Regions from separate parts of the Mus musculus genome. Here regions 2 and 3 are each linked to region 1. The links are chromatin contacts, called in public HiChIP or PLAC-seq maps. All regions are on one chromosome and are shown on one strand. Each heading gives the region's core, a stretch centred on a gene start, on an enhancer-like site or on the middle of the called end of the contact. The rest is flanking DNA. Distances are from core to core; before and after follow the strand shown. Region 1 overlaps Tanc2 (tetratricopeptide repeat, ankyrin repeat and coiled-coil containing 2). Region 2 overlaps Mrc2 (mannose receptor, C type 2). Region 3 holds the start of Mrc2 (mannose receptor, C type 2).

Region 1 (3,470 bases), core at 63-2,562:
GCCTCCCAAGTGCTGGGATTAAAGGCGTGCGCCACCACGCCCGGCCCAATGCGTTTCATTTTAATCAGTACAGGTGAGAGACAGTTAACAGTAAATCCAACATCAGAGTCAATGGCCGTAAAATTACTGGGAAAAAGCAAATTAGATGCAATTCTACTTGTTACATCATAGGTTGCAACCACAGGTTGGCTACAGATTCATATTTGACCAAAGCCAACACTCAATTAACCATTCAATTGAGAACACTGTTTGTCACAGTGTAGCCCATTCCTTAGATTAGTAAAATTTATAATAAGCATAAGCAGCTGTGTACCTGCTCCCTGGTTATAGTCTTTTCCTTTCCTCATTGTCAGTTACTTAACATTTCACAGAATACTACCAAGTCCATGAATTTGCCACACTTATTAATAATGTAGAAAATGCCATCTGTATGGTATTAATTATTTAGAGCATCCTTCATAGCAGCCTTGTAAAAAGACTTCAGTAACTTTATGGATGAAGACTAGGGTTCTAAGGCAGTAAGAAAACTGTACCATCTTGGACCAAAATCAACCATTCTGAGGTTCTGTGGGGTGCATCCTTCTTGTCCCAAAATGTCTGACCATATGTCTACAGGTCAGTAACTCCTCTGTGTTTTAGTGTCACAGAAAGTGTGGGAGAAGCTGTGACAATTTCCAAACTCTTTTCTTTTTTTTTTTTTCCAAACTCTTTTCTGACTCTTAAGTTTTTCCACGCACATAATTCTAGGTACGTAGTATTAGAGTATTGTGGAGTTTAATCCCCTGTTCATCACAAAAGTGATTAAAAACTTTTCACCAGTGTGGCTGGCAATTTTGCATCATTCAAGTCTTTGCCCCACAGTTTCTTAGGTCCTTTTTTTTTTCTTACCTCAGTGTAACCCATGCTGGCTGCAGCAATGAGGGCCTGCTGGATGGCGTGGCTCTTCTTAAACACTCCTTGCTGCTGGCCAGCCATTGTCCAGTCACACTGAATCAGAAACTTGACAACCTCTAGATGACCTCGCAGAGCAGCATGAACCAAAGCACACTGTCCATTCTTATCCAAGTGATCCACCTATGGGAAGAAAATAGAGAGAGCTGTGAACAAGGAACTCAGCCTAGATTATTGATGTCCAGTTCCTCTGTACATCCCTCTGCAGAGAACTTTCCCCAGAAAATGAGGCAAGGCTTTTGTTTTTACATTCAAAGAAAAAAACAAAACCCTCAGGTGATTTGGTTGGAATGCAGACACACTCTGGATTACAGAATGACCTTGGTGGAATACAGACACACCCTTAGTACACACACCTTTTATCCCAAACAATATAGGTGAATTTAGTTTGTAGAAAGCAGGCATGTTTGAAATGTCTAAGAGGAGAAGACAAAGTAACAAGTCAGAGGAAGACTTGACAGAATGAGTCATAGATAGGATCTGCCCAACTCTCACGAGAACAGACAGGAAAGAGAGGCTACTTAGGAGCAGTGAGGGAGAAAGAATGTGCCAATTCAGAGGACTTGAGTTGAGTTGAGTTTGGGGCAGTTCATTTTGTGGAGTTCAGAGGGAATCTTTCCAAGCAGAGCAATTCAGTCAGAAAGTGAGAGAAGCCAATTTGAATCAATCAGTTTGGAGAGGAGTTTGGGCTACCTCAATAGCCAAGTTGAACCAGCTAGCCAGAGTTCAGAAAGAACTAGAAAGATTGAGTGTATTTATCGGTAAGCGTCCTAGATAACAATTACATCTGGTGAGTAAAAGTTCTATTTATATAATAACTAACTCCCAGAAGCTGGATTATGAGTAGTGACAGAGAGTGAGGAAGAGAGGTGGCTGAGGATGGGTCTGAGGGATGTGAAGGGATGAGCTGTAGCTTCTGGTAAGCAGGTGAGAAGACTTTCTTTTTAAGGTCAATCAGATAAAGTAAATATTTATAAACCTACAAATATTTGGAAAAGGGTGATGTGAATTAAGAAGAGAAAAGAAATAACAAGTGAAATAAAGAGCAACAGACCAGGACCAAGAGCACAGGTAGAAGAAATGCTGAAAGAAAATCAAGTGCTTCCTTGTTAGGCAGGAGCATAGGCCAGTGTGGCAAAGAACACTGTTCTATGACAGACGTTCCCTGAGATAGACACTTCCTTTATCCTCCTCTTCCTCCTCCTTTTTTTTTGAGGGCCTTCCTGTATATCCCAGGCTGACTTTAAACTTGTGAGTCTCTTGCCTCAGTCTCCCAAGTCATGGAGTTACAGATGTGTACCCCCTGACTCTTCAGGGTTTCTCTATATAGTTCTGGCTGTCCTAGAACTGGCTTTATAGACTAGAATGGCCTAAACTCATGCAGATCCACCTGCCTATGCCTCCCCACGGCTGGGTTTTTTGGTTGTGCACCACCATGCCAGGTTCCACATCTTGTTTTTAGCTTAATCTTTTTTTTTTTTTTTTTTTTAAAGATTTTATTTATTTATTTATTTATTTATTTATTTATTTATTTATTTATTATATGTAAGCACACTGTAGCTATCTTCAGACACTCCAGAAGAGGGCATCATCTTGTTATGGATGGTTGTGAGCCACCATGTGGTTGCTGGGATTTGAACTCTGGACCTTCAGAAGAGCAGTCGGTGTTCTTACCCACTGAGCCATCTCGCCAACCCCTAGCTTAATCTTACTAATACAAAATACAGAAGAGATGTGATAGGATTTTGAAAAGAATAAACAGTGTAACCATCTGCTCTGGGAAAACAATGAAAAACAAGTAAAAAAAAGTGGCATGGTGGTATAGGGCAGAGATGATTCAAGGACCCAGTTGGATGTAAATTACATCAAGAGTACTATCAGGACCAGATAGGCTGTTACTAGGAGCATCTATTCAATCAAAGGAGACATTGATATAGGTGGGCCATCTGTGTCACAATGGCATCTAAGGCTCTGTGATTCTGCTGAGAACCCAGGTCTCACTTCCTCAAGGAGTGAGGAGTCTTAGGAGTTTTCCTTGCTTCCCTGGTGATAATACTGAACATCTCAAAATGAGGTCCCATATATTACTTAGATTTCCCTGTGTGATTCTTAGTTTTCATGACAGAATCAAAATACCACGAGGCTACAATTTTTCCTTGGTGGCCTACATTTGTGAAGCCAGTGGTTTTTCTTTTACTAGTATTTTGAAATTAAATTACCCTGTATCAGTGACTTGGAAAACACTATAAAGAAAATATTTTGGAGGCTGGAGTGAGGGCTCACTAGGAAGACTGCCTGCTCTGTAGCCACAAGAGCCCGAGCTTGATCCCTACATCCACATGAAAACAGGACATGACATGTGCCTGTCACACCAGTGCCTATGGGCAGAGACAGAGGATCCTGGGAGCTCACTAGCCAGCCAGCACAGCTGGAAAGTGAAGCTCCTGGTTCAATGAGAGATTTCTTCTTAAGGCAAGAAAGTAAGGAGAAAGTTAGAAGACAGCACCAGCATCCTGCTC
Region 2 (4,029 bases), core at 1,021-3,520, 550 kb after region 1:
GCTCAGCAGTCAAGAGCCCTGGCTGCTCACCCAATAGACCTAGGTTTCAATTCCCAGCACCCACATAGTGCCTCACAACCACCTGTAACTCCAGTTCTACGATATCCAATTCCCACTTCTGGCCTCCATAGACACTAAGCCTGTGTGTGGTCCACAAACACATGCACAGGCAAAACACCCACACTCACAGCATTAACAACAGTAGCACAAAGCCAAGGAAGCGAGAAGAGAACAAGGTTTTTAATGGCTTGTGGAGTCCAGGAGAGGGAAACTGAGGTGGTAGGAGAGGGCTGACCAACAGGGAGGACCAGGTTTTCGAGCATTTATTTAACATATATGAGGGAATGGAGACTATATACGATACTATTTATATAATGCATTTTATACAAGGGGCTTGGACTTGGACAGCCGTGCATATAGAGAGCAGCAGCAGATCGTGGAATGAACCCACTGGAATAGCAAGGGGAGATTGTGTCTAATAACAGTTTGTTGTCCTTATCGTGGAGGACACCTCGCACTTTCCTCAAATTCCAAGGGAGGAGGACAGTGCAAATCTGCAGAAGCTGATGGAATTACAGTGTCAGAGGGCCAGGTGTCTCCCCCTGCCTGGCACAGCTGGACACCCTACAGTAACAGAGGGCCAGGTGTCTACACACACACGCACACACACACGCACACACACAGCTGGACACCCCACAGTAACAGAGGGCCAGGTGTCTCCCCTATGGACAGCTAGACACCCCACAGACCTCAGGGGTGTCTGGAAGTAAGACAGTATGGATGGAACTAGAAAAGTGTCACTGCCTGGGATCCCCAGAAAAGCCACCAGCCAACTGATAAATTCAGTATTTGGCTTCTCTGAATACATGGCCTTGAACCTTGGTGCCTGGCAGTTGCTCAGACCTCTTTCTAGTGTCTGTAACTACTTGCTTTTCAGACAAGGAAGGGTTAAAGCCAGCCCCTCCCCTTTGATGCAATGGAGCTGATTCTGATGGGAGCCAAAGACTGAAGTCAGCAGTTCCCTGAGGCCTCTTGGCAACACCCTCCTAAGGAAAGTCAGGCCTGCGGGAAGATCTGGGCACTTTCTTCTCATGCTGGACCCTCTTCAATCCCTCATTTGTCCTCTTCTGACTTCCCTGAGTGTCTCCTTTCTGCCTTCCCTCACGATGCTAGTTCTTTACCTCAGGTCTGCCAGAGACTCCTGCCCCACTGGTCCAGGCAGCTTGACCAGGTTTGGGCGGCTCTGTTCCAGGATAGCCATGTGGTGAGGCTGGCTGGCTCCTTGCCCCTGTGGCCTCAGAGAGCTGCCCACTGGGCCAGGCCTGCTCTGCCAGGGTACCTGGGAGGAGGCCATCTCTGCTTTGATAGGAGATAGGGGAATGCTGTTCTCTGGAGAGCTGCCCTGTCTTCCCATTCATTCATGGATTCATTGAGCTGTCACTGAATATTCAGGTGCTCGAAGCTGGGCCAGTTCAGACCTGCAAGGGAAAGCTGGGCTCCGTGCCTGGTAGACAGTGCCCTTCGCTCAGGCCTGGGACAGGTCTCAGGCCATCTGCCACTCAGCAGGCTCCGCAGAGAACCTGGCACACAGAAGAGATGCTTCGTGGTCAACTGAACTGAGCCCCACCAGAAGATAGAAGTCCTTGTCACATGTTCTAAAACTAGAACTGGCTGGGAGCCAGAGGGCAAGTGGCCAGGTCCAGAGCCTTCTTCCTGACCACTCAGAGAACTACGGGAACATTCCCTAACTCTTCTGCAGGAAGGCTTAGAACATACTCTCTGGGGAGCCCCCAGGCCTAAGAGGCTGTAGGACAAACTTGGATTGAATGTGGCCTCTGGCAAGACTCCAGTCACCAGAGAAAGAAAAGGAAAAATTAACTTGTCAAGGTTTGGGGAGTCAATTCATGCTTGCCCTGGAAGGGTGAGGGCCTGGGTTCGAATCCTCAGCACCCACATAAAACCCAGGAGCAGCAGCTGCCTATGCTCGTAACTCTTGGGGGTACAGATAGGTAGATTTCTGGGGCTGCTGGGGTCAGTAGGCTTGCTTACCCAGTCAGCTGCTGGCATGCACATGCTCTCTCTCTCTCTCTCTCTCTCTCTCTCTCTCTCTCTCTCTCTGTCTCTCTCTCAAATAGATGGGTGGCACTGGACATTTGGAGCCTCATTCCTTCAACTACTCAAATGACCCAATAGAGCTCACACTGCTTTTTACCACGCTGCTTCCTTCTCTCTCAGGGCAATGGTCACTGGCATCCCTGCCCTCAGAGCCGCTCCCAGCAGCCTGAAGAGCAACCCTTGAGCCACAGCTAGTAGCAAAGCACTCGACTCACAAAGGGGCTACTCTGGCCTCTGTTTGGAGAGCAAATCACTTGAAGGTAAAGTGGGTTAATCATTAAGGACCTTACTTTGGATTGACGGTCCCTTCCGTCCCTTCCGGAATGCCTGGCCTACCTATCTCCCATGGGTCTTGTGAGAGCTGCAGAGTAGGGACAGCTGGAGGAGCCCACACACACACACACACACACACACACACACACACACACTCAGGAATGCAGCTCACGGACTCTCTAGAGTTCTTCTGTCTTGGGCGGTCCCACCCATTCATCCTGCACATCTGATCCCGGCAGAAAGCAGCTGATCTGCTGTCCCCCTGGGCAATCCAGATCCCATGTTTCCTAGTGGCTTCCCCCAGCCTGAATCAAACATTGGAAAGAGACTCGGAAAACCATCATGGCAGGAGCGTCCAGGGTGGATGGGCAAGGGAAGGAGCGAGAACATTCAATGGGTGTCTTTATGTATTCTTTTCACTCCTTTAGGCTCTGAACCACATGACCACACTGCCTATCCAAAACAAGTAGAACTAAGATTTTAAAAGTCCTGGACAGGGTAAGCCTGAGAACGCACAACGCCTCTAAACCACCGCTAGTGTTCCAGGCCAAACCAGCCACCATCTTCTGAGGTCTTAATGATTGCAAGGGCTTCCTCTGCTTCCCCTCCCCCATCTCCCATCCATTGTCTGTGTCCCTTACCGCGGTTACAATGAACTTGTTAAAGATCAGATCAGCCATTCCCACTGGCAGCCTTCCTTACAGTATCCACCATGCCACTGCGTCCTGGCCTGCACCCACTCAGCCACACTCCTGCAGTCACCCTGTCGGTCCTCTGAGACATTAGGGACCCTCTGCTCCCACTCTGGTCCAGGTATTCATATTGCTCACCCTACACACACACACGCACACACACACACACACACACACACACACACACACACACACACACAATGTAATAAAAAAAAACTTTAGAAATAAGAGTAGCAGTTAGCATTTATGGAGTGCTTACTGCATGCACTCAGAGGCACTTGGTAAGGACACTCACCACATCCTTAAGCATCTTTCCGACAGCCCAACCCTAGGAGATCCTCTACGCCCTATTCAAGCTGATGGGACAATGAGCTCAGGTGCCCAAGTTCACACGCTTGTAGGCAGGGACGACTTGTCTCCTGAGGAGAGCCAAAAGCTCAGAGGCAAAATGGCAGGCTACAGAAACAACTGGACAGAGCTGCCATCTGTCCCTACAGGGCTGCGGGGGTCAGACTCTGCAGAGAAGGAGGCACAAACGCTGACTTCTCAAGCCTCTGGAAGGTTTTTATTTGTTTGCTATTCTTTTTCTCTTTTTCCTTCTTTAAAAAAAAAAAAAAAAAGACAAACAATAATAGCACATTTCGAGAATCAAGAACTACAATAGAGGGTCCGCTTTGAGTTTTTGTTCACATCGTCCTGCACTGGGACACGGGGACTGGCACTCTCCATCCTGGCTGGGACTCTCCTCTGGAAAAAGGTGCTGAGTGGTTCCATGAGTTGGTCTCCTAGGCCACACCAGATGGTAGCACCTGGTGCTGTCCCAGGTTACAGCCTCACCAGCGCCCCTCCCCCTCCAAACCATCTTCCCTCTCTCCAAGCCAGAGCCAGAAGCCGGAGACATTAGGGAACTTATTTTGGTCCCCACAGGGGACTCTTTCAAGGACAGAGC
Region 3 (3,831 bases), core at 74-2,573, 610 kb after region 1:
CCCTCTAGTCCTAGCACAAAGCTGCAGCTGCTGTCCCATCCCTTTCCGCTGACCCAGCCCCCAATTAAACATAAAAAGGGGATGTGGAGGCAACACCCAGCACATTTTTTAAAATTCTGAGTGCCTCTGCCCCCCAAGATCTACCCTATCAATGTTTATGAGTGTTCAGGTTCTTGTCGAGGGACCTGTCTGACCTCACATTTCAGATAGTTCTAAAATAACGACGACGACGACGACAACAACAACAACAACACAACAACAAAAAAAAACATACAGAAAAGAGAAGGGTGCAGTTTGGGGGGCTTGTGTGGTTGGTCTTCTGTGGGTTGTGGTTTGTATCTTTAGAAACTCTTTTGCACCAAAGACTGTCCACTCTGGAGAAGTGCCAATTTGATCAGAATTGAACACACAAAGTGAGAAACGAACACACACACACACACACACACACACACACACACACACACACACGCACGCACGCGCATTCGGTTCTCCTGGCACAAAACTGTTCCACAGGGTTACGATCGAACGGTGCATAAGTCCTCTGCCACAAGCTGTCCTTAAAGACCAAGTAAGAAAACATAAAGACCCCATTGCCAGACGCTGAACAGACTGACCCCTCACGTACAGAGTAAGAAACAATGCGCCTCTGGCTCTCTGGTTGTATATCAAGGTACCCAGACCAGCGCGGGGCGAGCGCCGGGGGTCCGGGTGGCCCGGACACCAGCCCTCCCTCTCCCTCCCAGGCCGCGGTGCCTTGGCTCCCCTCCCCCGCCGCCTGCCACATCTGGTTCCACTCAGGTCCTCCCCCACCTCCAGGCGCGCTCCTCCTCCCATCTCCTCCCTTGCTCCCAGAAAAGTGGAGACGAATTTAAAAAATCCAGTCACACACACACACACACACACACACACACACACACACACACACACGCACACACACGCGTGCGCGCGCACACACACACACACACACACACGCACGCACGCACTTCTTCAGAAAAGATGGGAGAAAAAAAGGAGGGAAAAGTCAAGAGGCCCGACTCCCGAAGTTGGCCAAGTTGGCAGCGCCTTACCCAGGAGGGCGGCGGCGGAGTCCGCCGGGTGGCCGAGACGCAGTCCCCCGAGAAGCAAGACGCAGCGCAGCAGGTGACGAGGCCAGGGCGCGAGGGCAGGTCGGATGGGTACCATCCCTGCGGCGCTCGGAGGACGAGAGTACGGAGGGCGCACGGCAGGGCTGCGTGCAGAGACAGCCCTAGCGCTGTGCTCAGATGACCGCCGGCGAGGGGATCGCATCCTCCTCCGGGTCCGGACGAAGTGATGCCTCCCGGAGAGGAGGAGGGAGGAGGCAGGCCCCGCAGAGGGAGGGCGGAGGGAGGAGCGCAGAACCCTGGAGGAGGGTTTGAGGGGCAGAGGGGAAGGGAAGCGGGCAGCGTGGGAGGGGACGGAGGAGGCGCGGGGGCGCAGGGCTGGGGACCCGGCCGCAAGGGAGTGCGTGTCGGGAGGGAGAGGAGGCGAAGGCTGGAGAAGAGGATCAGCGAGGTCCACAAGGATCCCAGTGTGCGCTCTTTATCTTCCCCTATTCTGCTTCTTAATTCCTTCCCGCCTTGTCTACCCTCTCTTTTCAGACCGGGCCTGGAGCCCCAGACGCTGCGTCACAGCTTCTCCTGCTGGCGCGAGAGGCGAAGCAACTGCAAAACTTTCCGCAGAACTTCACCGCGTGGCGAAGCCTGGGCTGCTGCGAGGCCTGGCCAGCCGAAGGATGGGATGCGCGACTGACTCAGGTGGCCAGTCTTGGGCCCCCAGCATCCCCTCCATCCAGCCTCTTCTGCCAGGTTTTAGGCGCTGAGCATCAGCTATTTCCTTTCCTAAGACCCCCCTCCCCTATTTCTGATGGGGAAGAGGAGGAGCTCAGAACTCCGCGCCACCCGTGCGGAGGTTGGGGGAGGGGAAGGTAGAGCTCCTGTTGCTTGTGAGCAGCGCAAACAATTCTTGATCATCTTGTTTCAGCATGTGTGACTCCTGTGTCAGTGTCCCTGGCACAAAGAATGTAACACTTGAGTTGATAGGGGCCGCTGTATCCAGAGACCTGGGACAAAAGCGGTCCACTGGATGTCCCAGAAGACCTACATCATTCCCACCAGCTGGGCTGCTGGCCGGTAGCAAAGAACAAAACGGAAATTTCATGAAGACAATCCAGTTACTTAGCATTATGCAACAGGTCAGATGGCAGAGCAAAGCACTGGGCTGAGAATCTGGATTTTGGAGAGCAGCCGACACCTAACCTCTGATTTCCCAGTCTTGAAAGTGATGCTTGGGAGCTCCAGCTGAGAACAGGCTTGAGATTTCTGGAGTCCAACAGCACAAAGCAGACTCACCTTCTCCCATCACAAGAGATCAAAACACTGTAAAACTGTAATATAAGTTTTATTGTTTCCTGGACTGGCCACTGAGGGGCTTTTTTTTTTTTTTTTTTTTTTTTTTTTGAAATAACAAACATGACTTTTCATGACTCCTGTTGTAGGTACTCTTTCTGTATCTCTGCAATAAAGGCTCTGCTCCAGGGAGGCTCCACCTTAGCCCTTCTGAACTCTGCCAACTGAGATTCTTGGCTTAATATAGCCCACTGATTGCAGGTCCCCAAAAGGAGCACCTGCAGGCCCCTGGAAAGGTTCTGCTAGCCACAGCCCTGACTGTCAGCCAAGTGAACAAAACCCCTTACCCTAAGGCTAACTTGAGCAGGGTTGCAGATTGGCTTCTGGAAAGTGTTCACAGCTTCACTGGCCCCATGGAGCCTCTCTTCTTGGTTTGACATGTCTTGGGATCCTAAGGTCCTGTACACAGCTGGCTATGCTAGGGCTGTCTTCTCCTGACACCTCCCTCCTTACAAGTCTTGTCATCCTTGAGGGATTTGAGAACCTGCCAGCTATGGATGAGCTGCACTTCCCTATCTGAGCAGCCTAAATACAGGATGCTTCTGGGACAGAATCAATCGGATCCCTCTTCCACCAGCCAGGGCAGGTTTTGGTACTACCCAGCTGGCAGAGTAAAAGCCAACACTGGGACATCACACAACTGTGACATGGCTCCAGCCAGTTGCTCACACAAGACCCACTGTGTGTTCACACACACTATCAGTCCTCCCCTGTCCCCTCACCAAACATCATCTTGTGCCAACCGCCATGAAAGCAAAGACAAACTAACACACTTGTAGTTCTGCGACTTTCATTTGATGGGAGAAATAAACTTTTGGCCATAGCCAAGGCTGAGAAGAGTCTGCTGGGGGGTGGAGGAGGGGAGCTGGGAGGTATGGAGTGCTAGCAGAGTCTTGTTCAAGGCCCTCAAGTCTGTCCTAGTCAGGGCTGCTTACTATGTACTGCCTACTGGCCACATCTACCCAGGTCCCTGTCCATGACTACCATCTGGCTTAGATCTCGGGCAGAGAGCTGGGCCAAAACTGGACAACTCCACAGTGACTTCTGGCCCAGTCCTCCATTGCAAAAAGGTCCTGTGAGGCCAACCGTGGTGGTACATGGCTGTAATTCCAGCACTTGGGAAGCTGAGGCAGGAGGACTGCCTAGCGTTCGGGGCCATCCTGGACTATATATATATAGCAAATTTCAGGCCACCTGGGCTATAGTGTGAAGCCTGTCTCAAAACAAACCCAACTCAGGATCTAGAACTCATCCAAAGCTGAGAGGTTGCCTCCCTGTGCTTCTACAGCCAGCTAGGAGGTGAAGAAGCTCAAAGGCCACCCAGCCTGGCACACACCGCAGCAAACAGCATTGAAAAGGTTCCTCTCTTAAATATGGACGGCGACTGCCCTCTGACCTCCACATG

What was found. HiChIP or PLAC-seq counts read pairs in DNA pulled down with a chosen protein or histone mark.
Region 2: an H3K27ac HiChIP or PLAC-seq map of extraembryonic endoderm stem cells shows a contact between it and region 1. The contact joins two enhancer-like sites. A contact is called at or near these places in 1 of 15 datasets of contacts at CTCF or cohesin (the NIH/3T3 cell line), 42 of 484 Hi-C or Micro-C datasets (the AtT-20 cell line, B cells, the C2C12 cell line and 31 more), 27 of 115 datasets of contacts at active chromatin or transcription factors (SST interneurons, bone marrow-derived macrophages, cardiomyocytes and 19 more) and 3 of 9 other capture datasets (adipose tissue, liver and pancreatic islet).
Region 3: an H3K27ac HiChIP or PLAC-seq map of embryonic stem cells shows a contact between it and region 1, with 7 times the contacts expected there. The contact joins the promoter of Mrc2 here to the enhancer-like site in region 1. A contact is called at or near these places in 11 of 39 promoter capture datasets (the 3T3-L1 cell line, the C10 cell line, the HPC-7 cell line and 6 more), 1 of 484 Hi-C or Micro-C datasets (bone marrow-derived macrophages), 15 of 115 datasets of contacts at active chromatin or transcription factors (the NIH/3T3 cell line, astrocytes, bone marrow-derived macrophages and 10 more) and 1 of 9 other capture datasets (liver).

Annotation. Positions count from the first base shown.
Region 1 is chr11:105,897,288-105,900,757 of GRCm38.p6, reverse strand. It overlaps Tanc2 (tetratricopeptide repeat, ankyrin repeat and coiled-coil containing 2), which reads right to left. Exons shown (of 26, transcript NM_181071.3): 17 at 889-1,074. Among named protein-coding and RNA genes, the nearest start is that of Cyb561, 45 kb to the left of the region's middle. Within about 2 kb of position 1,312, at least 19 of the 459 cell types and tissues checked have an H3K27ac peak or open chromatin away from gene starts, as enhancers often do. A contact at or near this core is called in embryonic stem cells and extraembryonic endoderm stem cells, where this site is marked.
Region 2 is chr11:105,350,737-105,354,765 of GRCm38.p6, reverse strand. It overlaps Mrc2 (mannose receptor, C type 2), which reads right to left. Exons shown (of 30, transcript NM_008626.3): 30 at 3,621-4,029. Among named protein-coding and RNA genes, the nearest start is that of Mrc2, 60 kb to the right of the region's middle. Within about 2 kb of position 2,270, at least 69 of the 459 cell types and tissues checked have an H3K27ac peak or open chromatin away from gene starts, as enhancers often do. A contact at or near this core is called in extraembryonic endoderm stem cells, where this site is marked.
Region 3 is chr11:105,290,138-105,293,968 of GRCm38.p6, reverse strand. It overlaps Mrc2 (mannose receptor, C type 2), which reads right to left and starts at 1,323. Exons shown (of 30, transcript NM_008626.3): 1 at 1,068-1,323. The coding sequence starts at 1,182.